2 separate regions of the Gossypium arboreum genome follow, and region 2 is linked to region 1. The links are chromatin contacts, called in public Hi-C maps. All regions are on one chromosome and are shown on one strand. Each heading gives the region's core, a stretch centred on a gene start, on an enhancer-like site or on the middle of the called end of the contact. The rest is flanking DNA. Distances are from core to core; before and after follow the strand shown. Region 1 has its middle 20 kb from the start of LOC128295384. Region 2 holds the start of LOC108450647 (acyl-coenzyme A thioesterase 2, chloroplastic-like).

Region 1 (3,545 bases), core at 684-3,183:
AGGGAGGGCTATTCAATTCCCTGAAGGAATGGGTTTCTGAGATATTTAGCTTTGGTCTTGCTTGCTCTTTTGGGAACACAAATGTGGCCACTTTTGCATTACTCTTATACTTTATGCTTCAAAGTTCTACACGCAAAGTATTTCTCCAATGGTAATATCCTCTAGGGTAGAAATGTTGACAATTTGTCCCATGTGTGGAATATTGTATATACAGCTCTGAAACAAATTATATTGGATTTTAATTTGAGAACTGATAATGTGCATCATTAGTATATGGAATGTTTTCTTAAGAGGTGTTCAAACAATAAGTTGGGATATTATTTAAATTAAATTATCATTATTTAAATTAATTAAGATATTAAAACTTTTAATTATTTTTGAACTGATTTCTTTTTCAAAATTTATTAATCGAATCGAATTAATTTCGACTAATTCAATCAATTAATTAATTTTTTTTCTTTTAGTTCAAACAAATTTAAAACATAACCCAAAAAAAAATACAATGACAATATTCTTTTCTTTTCTTTTAGCTCAAATAAGTTAAAAACGAAGAAGAGAAAACAATTAATAACAAAATGAACACACAAAATAAAAAAAAAAATCATTACGTACAAAAACAAAACGGATGTAGGTTCTAGAATTTTAGTTTTTTTTTTCGTTAGGTTTGGTTTCTATTTTAATTTTATTTTGGGTAAACTACATTTAATATCACTTAATCATTAGTATGTTTATATTTAGGCCACTCAACTTCAAAAAGTTACAAAATGATCACTAAATTATTCAAAGCTTTTCACTTAAGTGACCGAACTATTTAAAAGTTTTTATTTAAGTCACTAATCTATTAAGTTTTTTTGAAAAATAGTCTGGCTGGCGGACTCCAAGCAATAGTTCGATGATCAGTACAGTGAATCGGTACCTATCGATGAGTAGAAGAACATATCTTAGATCCAAGTCGATCTGACAGTTAGTGTTAAAGATCAAAGAAGAAAGTTGTTTGGATTTTAGTTTGTAAATTTGTGATGTTGAAAGTTGTTTCATAAAAAAAATGAATTATAGAAAAGAAGGAGAATGAGAGCTTTTGATTGGTGCAGGTGATACAAACATAGAAGGCCATATATTAATGATTTTGACAATTCAATGACTTAAATAAAAATTTTAGAATAGTTTAGTGATCATTTTATAAATTTTTGAAGTTGAATGATCAAAATATAAACTTACTAATAGTTTAGTGACTTTGAGTATAATTTACCTTTTTATTTTTCAAAATATATTTTCTTTAATCCATTATATCAATAGTTATACGTCCATCTTGTTTATATACACGGGCTTATAGATATATGATATATATTGGGCTTATACAATATTCTGGGCTTATATATATTATAAATTTAAGTTAATTACTTGTTTTTGAATGGAAGTAATAGATAACCAAACTTTCACAAAACTTTAGCCCTATTTTTTATCTAATTAATTTCAGTGACAAACTGATTAATCAAACTAATTTAATTTGGTTGATTAATTTAGTTTTAACTGAATCATGCACATCCTTAATCACCATAGTCCATTCTCTAGAAGCGGGACTTTGTTGTTAAATGCAAAGGTTTCTGAATTTATCCAAGAAGACAAAGCTAAATACAATCAGAATTTGTGTTTTTAAAATTAAATCAGATCGATTGGTTGAATAAAAAATTGATAGGTTCATTAATCTAGAACAAGATAAATATTTCATTAACTTGTGATAGGATATGAATTGATTGAATCAAATTTTATAAGTTTATAACATTTTTTTAAATTGGATGAGAGGAAACTTTGGGCCGAGTCTCTAAAAGAGGAGCTAAATGGAATCATGAAGGTGGCTATAGCCATTACTAGATTGGATGATAGGGTGGTTTGGATTGGACTCATTTTCCAAGTGGAGTCTAAATTGGCTCATAACTTGCTGGGATTGGTTTTGAGCCGCATAGAGTTATGGGATTGGACTCAATTGCCCGGTACAGCACTATATTTCATTGGCGCACTTGATGAAATTTGGGAAGTAAAAAAGGATACATTTTTATTATTATCAAAGTTAACTACCATAAGATTAGTAGATATTTTGTATTAGAAAATTTCCTTTAAAGGATATTTTTTTATATTAGGTGATTTAGTTAATTTAAGATTATTTTGTATTATTTTTATAGAAGAGAATTCAAGATAAATCTTATTGAGGTAATTTTCAGTAATTTTTTATTGTTTAATAATATTTTCGACATTATCTTAGTTATGAGTAGCTAGCTTTATTTTATTTTCTAACCAAGGGTAAATTGAAACTAGGTTTTATTAGAACTGTGAGATTTAAAGTGTTTCATTGATATTTGATCATTTTATGTTTTATGAAAATGATAGGACCTTATTTTATTATTGTTTTTAATATCATTTTAAGAAGGATCTCTTGTTTTTTTTTAAGATAATAAATAAATAAATAGTATATTTAGATCCACAATTATCTCTTTATTTTAATAAATAGAACAAATTAATATTCAATTAAGAGAACAGTTAAATTATATTGTAAGAATAAATGATCTAATTTAAATGAATTGTACATTAAATTTTATTAATTAGAGTCAAGTCTTTATCCATAAGGGTAGTGGTGAATTAAATTTTAGGAGCAGTCACTTAGAGTTATTCGACTGACAAGAGTTAATGGTGGAGCTATTTTTGTAATTAATTTACAAATTAAGAAAAGATTGGTGGTTTGAATCCGTCCTATCATCGCTCTAACCATCTTATTTTTGAGTAAAGAAACATTTAGAATTTGTAATCAATTTTGATACCAAAGCTGACATCATACCTGAGGCTAGAAATCTTAATGTATTGATTTATTCTTTATTATTTCGGATTACTGTTAATTACATTTAATTTTCCCTTTTATTTATATTTATTTTATTATTTTTACAAGATCTAAAACCATTCTTTTATTGTAGATTTTTTTCAAGTTGTGGGCACCACTTAACCCTAATCACAACATATTTGAATTTTATTTATCTATTCTATGTATGAATTTATTCTATTTTTAAGCATAGGGATTTGAAATTGATAGATTCAAAAGGTTTAAACATGTTGTAATCTTTTAAAATTTAAAGTTTAGTTTCTATAATTTAATTTTGAAACATTGAGTCTTTTTACTTTTTATTTAAAATCTTGATTCTTTCATCCCATTTTATAGATATGAAGGAGCTAAATTAACTTTTTTAGCCTTATTGATAGTAAGAATCAACAAGGAGAAGAAGGAAATGTGACAGTTCACTCTGGTAGGGCAGAAAGCTGTTGTACCTTGGTGGCTAGAATGGTGGTGAGAATGGCTAGGAGGAAGAAGGAAAAATGAGATGGTTATGGTCCTTTTTTTTGTATTCTCTGTATGTGTGAGGGTTTATATACATGAAAAGGAGGGCGCGCCATGTATTGAGTTCTCAATGGAGGGAAAGTCATATCTTGTCTTTTTGCAGAGAAGACGACGTGATCTTATTGGTCAATGATGTGACATATTAGAATGACTTAGCAATCAA
Region 2 (3,545 bases), core at 618-3,117, 37 kb before region 1:
TGCAATTTGATGAACTACGAATTACTTCTCATTAACTCCGAATTGTGATCCGTGTCTAGGTTATGGAACCTCAGTGCCATTACCAAGACTATTAAAACATGTCATCGGAGAATAAACATTCAGCTAAGAATACTATCTTTGAGGGTAAGGAAACGTATCATTAAGTAACAATTTTCACCATCATAAGTTAGATTTGGTATCTTTAAAAAAAAAAGATGATACTTCAGAACTCAAAGAATCATAGTTGCATAAAATGTCACAGGCCAACATGCTTCTCCTTCTTAAAGGACAAAGTGTGAAATTGTGCAGACAATGTCTATTTTATAAGCATACTTGTTTGGTTTTCAATAAGAATATGCTTTCAGTCTTTTCCATTTCGGGGTGAGAAAAATGGGGGTAGGGTAGTTAAAAATCCATATCAAATAACGTAGATTTCCTGCTAAGAAAAAGACAACTTATAGGGAACATGGATTGATTAAGAGAAGAGGAATGAGTAAATATTGCAGGAAGCCTCAAGGAGAAATGAAAGAGGTTATATGTAAATAACCCTTACATAAATAACCTGCAAATAAGGCTTTAATTCTCGTCAATCGATATACGAGTTATGAAAAGGAATCTGTAAGGAATGTAGCATGATCAATAGAGTATATGAGAAGTGAAAACTAAAAATAGGTACACAAGTTCATGCTTTATCTTGGATTTTCATTAGCACTAAGATTAATTACATAGGACTCTGAGTTCCAATAGTTCTGCAACTATATATGTCTGAAGAATTAGCAAATGTGAAGAAACAACTGACATGGAATTTATGCATTCTTGATAGCTAATACTAAAGTAATGTCTCAACAGATTTGTACTAAAAACATATCTGCAAATACTCAAAGTCATATTTCATCTTAAATGCAAAATTACAGTGAGTTAATCATAAGTTTAAGATTAAAGCACCTTCCGTGGACTGAATGACTTCTAGTTGAATCTCAATTGATGACCTCCCAACCCATATGACAGAACCAACTATTTTGAGATCAATGTCAACACTAATAGGCTTCTTCAAAACAATCTTGTCAACAGAAGCTGTTACCAGTAAAAGAGGCCTTGTTGTGCTATCATCATCTGAACAATGCTAATTCACAAACAAACCACACAACTTCAGCCATTCAAAAGACAAAAAGATTGCTAATTTATAATCCCCAAACTGCAAAAAAGAAAAAAAAAAAGGTACCTTGACAGAGATAGTCCCAGCTAAAGCATCAAGGTCTTCAAGCAACTTCCCAATTCTAACTTCATTCCAGGGATCCCTGTACTGTTCTCTCAAAATGTAGTCTGATGATAAATTATAAAGGATGCTGGTCCTGCTTTGAGAAGGGGTTTTGGTGAGCAACTCGCTCTGAGGGGGGGCATCTTTTGGTGGGTCAAGGAGTCTCTCAAAGATCTGGGACTTGGCTTCCCATAAAGCATTGGTTACTGGTGAATGGTACATTCCTGGCCATAGGCTGATGGGCTTCCGGGTTGAGGTGGAGTCTGAGCCATTGACAGCGGCAGAAGTGTCAAAGGGAGATGCAAAAGTTGAAACCACGGGGATGGTGGTAGGAGATGAGCAATTAAACTCCATGGATATGTGATTTTCAAGGTGATCCTTGCAAATGGGTGGGCGAATATTGGGATTTCAGGTTTTGGGTTTGTTTTTGTTTGTGAAATTTGCTTCTTTAGGGGCCAATTTCCTCTCAGCAATCAGTCAAACCTTTAAACATCTGGTTGTAAGCATTTTACTATAATTTATGAGTTTTTTTAATTATAGTAAAATGAAAATTATACTCCATAAGAATTCATCACGTAATAAACATGAGGTTATATTATAATATTGTTTTAAATATTTATCATGTTTGATTTTTTTGTTTATGTTTGTAATTTATTTGCATAATTTACTATTATAATTAATTAAATAATTAAAAGAAATAAAAGCTCCACATGGATCACCTCTGCCCCAGCCCCTACCCTGCTTTATTTATTTGTTTTTTAATTATGGACAGTTGTGAGGAGTAAAGAGAGCTTTAACCTCTTTTTTTTAGTGTTTATATGTAAAAAAAAAAACTTTAAAAAGTATTTAAAAGATCAATTAAGTTGCAAGCATAGTACTAATAAAGTTCCATTTCCGAAATTATTTACGGAAATGAATCATTCAAAAAAATAATGATGGGTATGGATCGAAAATACTAAAATAAATTGATGTGGACGTATTTTCAGGGGATAACACAGAAAAGCGTATTATCGAGGATGCGTTTTTGCTGATGTAAAGCAAAAGTGCACTGACGTGGACGTGCTTTAGTAAAAAGAGCTGGCAGGACGGTTTTTCCCGGTGCTTGATTAGGGTTTTTGAGTTATTTACAAATTAGGGCTTAGGTTTAAGATTTTTGGGTTTGTTTAAGGTTTAAGAAAAAAAAATTAAAGTTTAGTTTAGGGTCTATAGTTTATGGTTAAATTTTTTAATTGCTAAGTATTGTTCTAGAAAAAATAAATTTGACAAGATAGGATTAGAGGTGTGCATGGGCCGAGCCACCCGGCCCGACCGAAATGTGGGAAGGTTTGGGTAAAAATATAGGCCCGAAAAATAGGTTTGGGCAAAAAAATAAGGCCCGTTTAAAAAACGGGTCGGGCCTTGGGTAAGGCATTTTTGGCCGGGCTCGGCCCGAATTCACTACATGACAAATTTTTTTAATATTATTTTCTCCCTATTTTGCTACTATTTTACTATTATATTGCTACTATTTTGTTGTTATTGTCTAGATATTATATAAAACTTATTTTATTGTTAATTTTTTATTATTGTAAAGACATTTGTTAATTTTGTTATTATTTTAGAAACATTTGCTTGTTAAGTTGCATCTATTTTAGTGTTATTTAAGTATACATATTTTTCAAAATTTATTTTTAATTTGTTGAGAAATATTTATTTGATGTTTTTAGTATTTTTGATGGTTTATATATTTTTTAAAATTATATAAAAAATAATATAAAAATTAATATGGGCGGGCCTGGTCGAGCTCGGGTTTTAACATTTTTATTCGGGTCAAGCTTGGGCAAAATTTTAAGCCTATTTTTTGGGCTGGGCCAGGCCCGGGCCTAGCAAATGGGCCTAAACTTTTAGTTGGGCCTGGCCCGCCCTGCCCATGCACACCTCTAGATAGGATATGAAAAAATAAATTTGATGTGATATGTTTTGAAAAAATTATTTTGATGAGATGGATATTGTTTTTTTTTAAAAAACACAGATGGATATTGTTTTTTTTTTAAAAAAAACACTCTAAGTAGGATGCACAGTCAATAATAGTACAAAAAAAGCTTTCAAGTGGACTTTTTTTTGTACTGATGATTCTGAAAAAATAATTTTGAGAAAATGGTTCTAAAAAAATATCTCGGGATTCCCGAGAAATATGATAGTTGGGGTTGAAAAACGCTCCAAGCAGGATGCACTGTCAGCAAAAGTACTGAAAAAGCTCCCAGCTAGATGCCCTTTTCAATAGTGCTGGTGACAATGCATCCCACTA

Evidence for each region. Hi-C and Micro-C count contacts between places; a contact is called where the count stands out from the background.
Region 2: a Hi-C map of leaf shows a contact between it and region 1, with 2.7 times the contacts expected there. The contact joins the promoter of LOC108450647 here to the enhancer-like site in region 1. A contact is called at or near these places in 2 of 5 Hi-C or Micro-C datasets (both in leaf).

What each region holds. Positions count from the first base shown.
Region 1 is chr7:6,257,544-6,261,088 of ASM2569848v2, reverse strand. No RefSeq gene overlaps it. Among protein-coding and RNA genes, the nearest start is that of LOC128295384, 20 kb to the right of the region's middle. Within about 2 kb of position 1,933, at least 1 of the 2 cell types and tissues checked has an H3K27ac peak or open chromatin away from gene starts, as enhancers often do. A contact at or near this core is called in leaf, where this site is marked.
Region 2 is chr7:6,294,957-6,298,501 of ASM2569848v2, reverse strand. It overlaps LOC108450647 (acyl-coenzyme A thioesterase 2, chloroplastic-like), which reads right to left and starts at 1,867. Exons shown (of 5, transcript XM_017748368.2): 1 at 1,223-1,867; 2 at 946-1,123. The coding sequence starts at 1,612.